Regions from separate parts of the Triticum aestivum genome. Here region 2 is linked to region 1. A link is a contact called in public Hi-C data. All regions are on one chromosome and are shown on one strand. The core of a region is the stretch at or near the end of the contact, and the rest is flanking DNA. Distances in the headings are between cores, read along the strand shown.

The links. Hi-C and Micro-C count contacts between places; a contact is called where the count stands out from the background.
Region 2: a contact with region 1 is called in a Hi-C map of leaf, with 2.7 times the contacts expected there. The contact joins the promoter of LOC123088202 here to the promoter of LOC123088201 in region 1. A contact is called at or near these places in 2 of 5 Hi-C or Micro-C datasets (both in leaf).

What each region holds. Positions count from the first base shown.
Region 1 is chr4A:695,091,599-695,095,493 of IWGSC CS RefSeq v2.1, forward strand. It overlaps LOC123088201 (spastin), which reads left to right and starts at 2,603. Exons shown (of 13, transcript XM_044510392.1): 1 at 2,603-3,022; 2 at 3,116-3,207; 3 at 3,552-3,577. The coding sequence starts at 2,622.
Region 2 is chr4A:695,615,457-695,619,238 of IWGSC CS RefSeq v2.1, forward strand. LOC123088202 (LRR receptor-like serine/threonine-protein kinase SIK1) reads left to right here and starts at 2,405. Exons shown (of 28, transcript XR_006441744.1): 1 at 2,405-2,929; 2 at 3,290-3,361; 3 at 3,623-3,694.

The DNA.
Region 1 (3,895 bases), core at 1,353-3,852:
GGTATTAAGGATTGTTGATGGAACAGAGTCGGCTGTATGCATAAACAAAACAATTTTGGTGCTCATCCCAAAGGTAAAAAATCCGACACTTCTATCACAATTCCGTCCAATCAGTCTTTGCAATGTCATATATAAAACTGCATCCAATGTGATATCTATCCGGTTGAAGCAAGTTTTGCCAGAGATTGTGTCAGAGGAGCAATCTGCCTTTGTGCCAGGCAGGTTAATCACCGATAATATCATCACGGCGTATGAATGTTTACACTTTATGAAGCGTAACAGGGCAAAGAAACATCAGTGTTGTGCCCTAAAACTTGACATGATGAAGGCATACAATAGGGTGAAATGGCCCTATCTCTGAGCTATTATGTTGAAGCTGGGCTTCACCACAAAGTGGGTTGATATTGTTATGAATCTGGTGAGCTCGGTGAAATTTTCAGTAATGTTCAACAGAAAGAAATTACAGGAGTTTACACCATCACGAGGAATCCGACAAGGGGACCCAATATTCCCATACTTGTTTTTGTTAGCAGCAGAGGGCCTGTCATGCCTCCTAAAATCAAGAAGTGAGTCATCTAACCTAAGTGGAATACAAGTGGCACCCTCGGCGCCACCGGTAAACCATCTTTTATTTGCAGATGACAGTCTGTTGTTCTTCAAGGAAAATGGTATGGGAGCTACTGAGGTACCAGGTTTTGGATATTTACTGTCAAGCTACAGGTTAGCGAATCAACTATACAAAGTCATCCATTTTCTTTAGTAAAGGGGTCTCGGACAATGCAAGACATGAGATAAAGGGAGTGCTAAATGTACCCAATGAGACTGAATGAAAAGCACTTAGGCATGCCCTCTGACATTGGCTCATCAAAGAGTGGAGCTTTCAAGTACTTAAAGGACCGTTTATGGAGTAAGATCCAGGGATGGATTGAGAAACATTATCAATGGCAGGTAAAGAAGTGTTAGTGAAAGCCGTGGACCAGGCCGTGCCAGTATATTCCATGTCATGATTTAGGCTACCAAGAGGGCTATGTGAACATCTCAACATGCTCTACGGAAGTTTTGGTGGGGTAGCAAAAATGGCCAACGCAAATCACATTGGGTGTCTTGGAAAGAGATGATGCAACCGAAGGCATGGGAGGCTTAGGTTTTAAATATATAGAGCTTTTCAATTTATCCTTGTTAGCCAGGCAAGCATGGTGTTTATTGCAGAACCCTGGTTCTCTGAGTGCCTGGATATTAAAGAGTGTTTACTTTCCGGGGTCAACAATTTTGAATGCTCATTTGGGATCCCACCCAAGCCAAATTTGGAGAGCAATTGTTGATGGTAGGGACACCCTCGCGCAAGGACTTATCAAGAGAATTGGCAATGGGGAGGACACATTGATCTGGACAGAGAATTGGCTGCCAAGGGATGAGATGCTCAAACCATATGGATGCATGGCGCCTTAGCACGTAGCAGAGATTATTGACCTGACAACAGCATCCTGGAACATGTAGAAGTTACGCGAGGTATTCCTTCCCTTCGATGCAAAGATAATAGTTGGAATCCCACTCTGTACTAGAAATGTTCCTGATTTTTGGTGTTGGCACTTTGAGAAAAATGGACAATTTTCAGTCAAATCAGCCTACAACATGTTGGTTGCTACTAGACGTCGAAGGGAGGCATGGCTTGAAAGTTCAGCGGACTCGTCGGGTATCAGGGGAGAGGAAAAGCATTGGAAAATGTTGTGGAATACTCAAGTCCCAGCAAAAGTAAGGATGTTCCTATGGAGGCTGTCCAAGCAATCTCTGCCAATGAAAGATGTTCGTGCTCACCGACACATGTCAAACACATCTATGTGCGGTCTCTGTGGTTCTCCTAATTCTTGGCAACACTCCCTGCTGCAGTGTACAATGGCAAGATGCACTTGGGCACTGGTGGACGAGGAACTTGTGCAGTCTTTGATCTCGAATTCAAAGCAACATGCAAAGCACTAGCTTTTTTCTCAGATTGACGCGTTATCACATGAACATTTTGTGAAGCTTGCTGTCACTTTATGGGCTATATGGACAACAAGAAGAAAGGCAATTCATGAGGGTGTTTTCCAAAGTCTGTAATCAATATACTCCTTCACTACGAGATTCATCAGTGAACTGCAGATAATCAACGAGAAGCAGTCCAACATTTGTTCAGTTCCTGTAGCGAACAGAAATGGATGTGTACTTCTTTTTCCTGTAAATTCATTTTTGGAAGTCGGCCGAGTAATGTAGAAGCTCATAGGTTAGCTAGATTTGCTTTCAATTTAGCACCTGGGAGTCATGTGTGGTTTGGCCAACCTCATGACGAAACTGTTATCCCACATTTTGTGGTCTTTGATTAATAAAGATTAGGCTTTCCCTAAAAAACCAAAAAACGAAAAAAAACGGGTATTGAAAATGCCTGTATGTCCCATCAAAAAAAGAAAAAAGTAAATACCTTTTAGGCTATTTGGCGACCTAGGCGCCCAATAGGATCGCGCCCATCTGGGGTAGGCTGGGCCGAGAGTGCGGACATGTCTTTCGGGCCAGAACAACAGTGTGAAGTTAACCGGACGAAAGATACCATCCGGCCCGAGAAACGGCAGCGTCAGCCCACGGAGGAGATGCGTGCCGCGGGGGGACTAGACTCCTCTCCGGCCTCTCCCTCCCCCAACAACCCCAAGGCCCCACGCAAACCTCCCCCATCCCCACTCCTCCGGCGAATCTCCGACGATGCTCCCCCGCGCCGGCGCATGAGCTTCCTCCGCGCGCTCGCGGACTCCCTCTCGTCGCTCCTCTTCGCGCCGCCGCCCATGGACGCGGCGCCGTCGGCGGCGGCCGTGGTGGGGGAGCGCGTGGCCGTGAAGCTGCGCGGCTACTTCGAGCTGGCCAAGGAGGAGATCGACAAGGCCGTGCGCGCCGAGGAGTGGGGCCTCCCCGACGACGCCGAGGCGCACTACCGCAACGCCCTCCGCGTCATGCTCGAGGCCAAGGCCGCCCGCGTCCCCGACGCCGTCTCCTCCAGGTCCCCTCTCTGATTCCCTCCCTCCGCTGCGGGTTACTACTTGATTAGGTTTGATTGAGGTCGCTGATTGATGTGCTGTGTGGTGGTTTGCAGCGAGAGGGGCCAGGTGAGGGTGTACCAGGACAAGATCGCCAAGTGGCAGACGCAGGTGGAGGAGCGGCTCAGGGTGCTCGGCCGGAGGAGTGGTGAGCCTCTCCGCTCCTCTTCGTTTCCTCCCCAGTTTTGCTGGCTTCTCAAATTTGTGCGCATGTGAAACTTGTTCAGCGATGTGTGTGCACTTCTCAGTCCAGAAACATTAGAAGCAGCCAACATTCTTGTGGGCATAGCTGTAGTTTGTTGTGTTAATCACTTCATAATTGTGTGAATTTAGGGGTAAATACCTATATGTTTCCATTAGTGAATTGTACATTTCCCTACTTTTGCAATTGTGGACTATAATTCATTGCGAGTTCATACATTTCCTTACTATTGCAATTGTCGACTTCAATTAGTTGGATTTAACTCTGTTTCATTTTTTCTGGTATTGTAGGAGCGGCTGCACCAGTCCCTAAGAAGGTATAAGCTTCTACTAGTGTTGAATTTTTACACGTGGTACATGTTTTGCCTGGTAGCTTCAACTGTCTAGTCTCTATTTGATACATTCTGAATTGATTTGTACCTAGCATTTAAGTGAAAACGATTGCGGCATGTTATTTGCTTCCTTCCCGGTTAACAGCGTTTTACTGATCTGTTGATTTGGTACTGCTGCAGTCCTACTTTATCAATCCAAGTCTGCTCGCTATGGATATGTTGTTCTTGTGAATCCTTACGATTAGGAATGCTAGTATAATGTATCTACTTGAGTACTTGTTACGTGCGGTAGCCAACATTGAT
Region 2 (3,782 bases), core at 1,155-3,654, 520 kb after region 1:
AACCTAGCGCCGCCACCGCGAGATTCCACCCCTCCTCTCCCGCCGCCGCCGGAGGAAGCTGCAGGGCGAAGCCGCTGCAGCCGATGGCGGCGGCTGGGGCCTTGCTCGCGTCGTGGGATGGTTCTGGTCACGGCCGAGCCACCCTCGGTGACCGCGGCGGCGGATTTGGCGCAGGTCCTCGGATTCGGCTCGTCCGGCTCCGGTGGCCTGCCTCACCATCGACGACGAGGTGTTGCTGCTCGAGCGCCCCGTGGTCTGCTAGGTGTCGGGGATGGCGGGGTTGGCGCTGGCACCTAGATCCACCTCGTCCTTCTCGGGTGCGTCGGGGGCTGGCCTGCTCCTTTCCTTCGGCGTTGTCTCGATCCGGCCTGCCTCTGTGCACCACTGCATCTTGCGGAGGCCCTCGGCTTCTCCGGCGAGCGGCTGCTCCAGCCCGGGGAGGCGCGCCCCTGGATGTTCCTGTGCTCCATGGGGCAGACTATTTTCTGCCTAGATCCGGCGGGCGGCGATGTGGCCTTGCAAGATCCGGGCAGCATGCGCCTGAAGATGCCGTCGTGGTTTGTTGGTTGCTCACGCTCCAGATGCAAATTTCTGGGTCGACTTGGTCGACGCTCGCAGCAACGACGGCTGTGGCTGTCGTTTTCCTCGCAGAGGTGCCGCCGTGGAGCTGTTTTTCAGCCGCAAACCTCCTGTTTCGTTGTTTTCGGGTGAAAACCTATGGTCGGGCTTGCCGGATCGGGTGGCGGCGGTGTCTCTGGCATCATTCCCTTCTTGGAGGCGCCATCTTGGAAACACAAACTCCGGCTGGTGTTGGTGTGTGTGGATGAAGGAGGTGCGGCTGGTGGTGTGTTTGTGCGGCCGACTGGGGTTGACGATGGTGTGTGATGTGGTGGTGGATGCCTGCTGTAGGTGGTGGTGGCGTGGCCGGCTTGCGCTGGTGTGCACGGTGAAGCGTTCTGAGTGTAGACTCGGCTCCTTGATGCCCTTCGGCTTCGCCGGCGGTGCCGTTGTTGTGATGTAGCCTCGGCAGTGTGTGACTTTTCGTCCGGGTGTGGACTCGGTCGCTCCTGTTTGCTCAAGACCCTCTTATGGTTGTCGTTGTGTTGCGTCGCTTAGTGCTCCTGGTGTTGTCTCGCCTCATCTTTGCTCAAGGTTGGCGCAAGATGCCTTTCAAACTTGCTAATCGTTCCGATTTTCTGTGGCGGAGCCCCAGTCGAGGTTCGTGTCTGGGATGACACTCGTTGATTGTGGATACTCCTGAGTTGTGCCAATGGGGGCTGGTATGCTCGCCATGCGTTCGGCTGTTTGCAAAGTGTTGGTATTGTGATCTCCCGACGACACCCCATATCTACTTGCGTCTCTCGTGGTGATAGTCTTATGTCTGCTAGCTTGGTCGTGCCTTGTACGGTTTTCAGACCGGTTTTCCTTATAATCGGGTCAATTTGTTAAGGTTTTCGATCCGGTTTTTCTTATAAACTGAATCACTCCTCTGGCATTTTGGTCACTTTGAGTAATATATTCAGGTGGAGGAACTCCCTTTCCCGGTGATTTTTTAAAAAAAAAAAAGAAATATGAAAGCATTTAGATCATTAATACAGAGGGAGCACAACTTGGAGACGACTTATCTATCGACAGAAGTGTGTGCTTAGAGTGCAGTACCTGTCCTTGTGCGCTATTGCGGTGAGCCGAACCTTCTTCACTACGTAGTAGTACATGATCGTCTAACGAACCACACTCAATCCAAGCCCCAGCCAGTTATTAAGGCAACCCAGCCCACCCGCCGTGGACGTGGCCGTTGTGATTCTGATGGGCCACGCAACATTCATGCACGCTCGTACCTCCTTCACCCACCTTCCATCGATCACGCCGTCGATCTCACCTCACCTTGAGATCCGTCGACCGATGCAGGGCCGGTCCGTCGCCGTCCGTCACGGCCGCCGCATGACCCCGGCTCCCTCCCCGTCGTCCAAACCCGCCCGCCCTTAAACCCCAAGCCGGGCCCACCCGCAGCCGCCGCGGAAGGCAGCCCACGGGAGCCAATCCCGTTTCGCGCGCGAACCAGGCCTTCTCAACCATAACCCCCTCCCCCCTAAACCCCGGTGGTAATCACCGACGCGCGGGCCCGGCCCGCCTAATCGCAGCCCACCAATCTACTACCTACACAGCCTGGCCACCGGGCCCGCCGGGGCCCGCATGTCATCGTCGCGGTAAAAGCCGCGGGGGGCAGGCAACAGGCGGGCGTTCGAAAGGGAACGGGAGATCCACGCTCGTACACGACGTATAGCTGGCCATCTTCGCTGACACGGTGGGCCCCGCAGCGCCAGCCTTACCCGCCTCCTCGCTCCCCTCGCTCTCTCTCTCTTGGCACCACACCACCCGCGCTGGCTCTGCTGCCCCTGCAGCCCCCCGAAAGCAACCACAGTCACGTCGCCATCCGTCCGTCCGTCGCCAGCCACGACAAATACATTGCCCCCCCTCCCCCTCCCCCTCCGACTCGCTCCCCATCCACTCCATCCATCCATCCATCCATTCACCAGATGGGACTGGGTCTGGGAGCAAGAGCGGCGGCGGCGGCGGTGGTGGTGGAGCAGTGGTGGTAGTGGCTTCCGCGGTCGTCCGGAGAGGAGGTTTCTTGGCCCCGTAGCGAGTGAGCAGTCGACGGAGGGAAGCTGCTCGTCGGAATGGCGCAGTCGTCGTTGCGGCGGTGGGCGGCGAGGGTGGTGGCGTTGGTGGTGGTTCTTGGGCTGTTGTTGGCGGCGGCTGCGGCGGAGGAGGGAGATGGAGGGGGAGGGGACGGGGCGGCGCTGATGGCCCTCAAGGCGGGCTTCGGCAACGCCGCCAACGCGCTCGCCGACTGGGACGGCGGCCGCGACCACTGCGCCTGGCGGGGCGTCGCCTGCGACGCCAACTCCTTCGCCGTCCTCTCCCTGTACGTGCCCCCTTCCTCCCTCCCCTCTTCTTCTTGTGCTCCTCCGGCTGGCATTGCGGCGCCATGACAAGTGTTTACCTTTGCCTTTTTCTTTTCTCTTTCCGCCGTTCGATTCTTGGCCGTCCCTCTTTCTTGTCTGTGAATGCTCGCTTGCTCTTTGAAAACTTGCTGCTTGCTCCTGCTGCACATCTGAAAACAAAATAAATGTGCTTTCTCTTTCTCAGGGGACCGATTATCCCCTCGGTTCGTTCTCGCACAACAAATGATCCTCTGTTTGTTTCGCTACTTAAGTGTCCTCGAGTACTATTATTTATCTCTGACGAGTGATTGATTTCCTCCATGAAAAATATATATATGCAGGAACCTGTCAAATCTGAACCTGGGTGGGGAGATCTCGCCGGCGATAGGGGAGCTCAAGGCCCTACAGTTCATGTAAGCAGCACAGCGCACCACCACTCCCCCCTCCCCTTGCATCTTCTTAAGATTTTGTGCATTTGACGGCGCCTGAATCTTCCCATCCCCCTCTCTCTCCTTCTTTAAAATATCCATCCGATTTGACCCCTCATGCCGTGATGTGACAAAGCTTCTATACTATTTTATATATCAAGCCTACCAGCCTACCACACCCTCCTTGATTTGATTAATTTATCTCGGCCCTAATAATGATTTGCTTGCTTTGCTTTGCTTGTGCAGGGATCTCAAGGGGAACAAGCTCACAGGCCAAATCCCAGACGAGATTGGGGACTGCGTCTCCTTAAAATACTTGTACGCCACCCAATCCGGGTCTTCTTTTATTGTCCTACTTAGTACTATACTCCCTCCCACCTTTTTGCTGTAGAGATGGATATGGTTC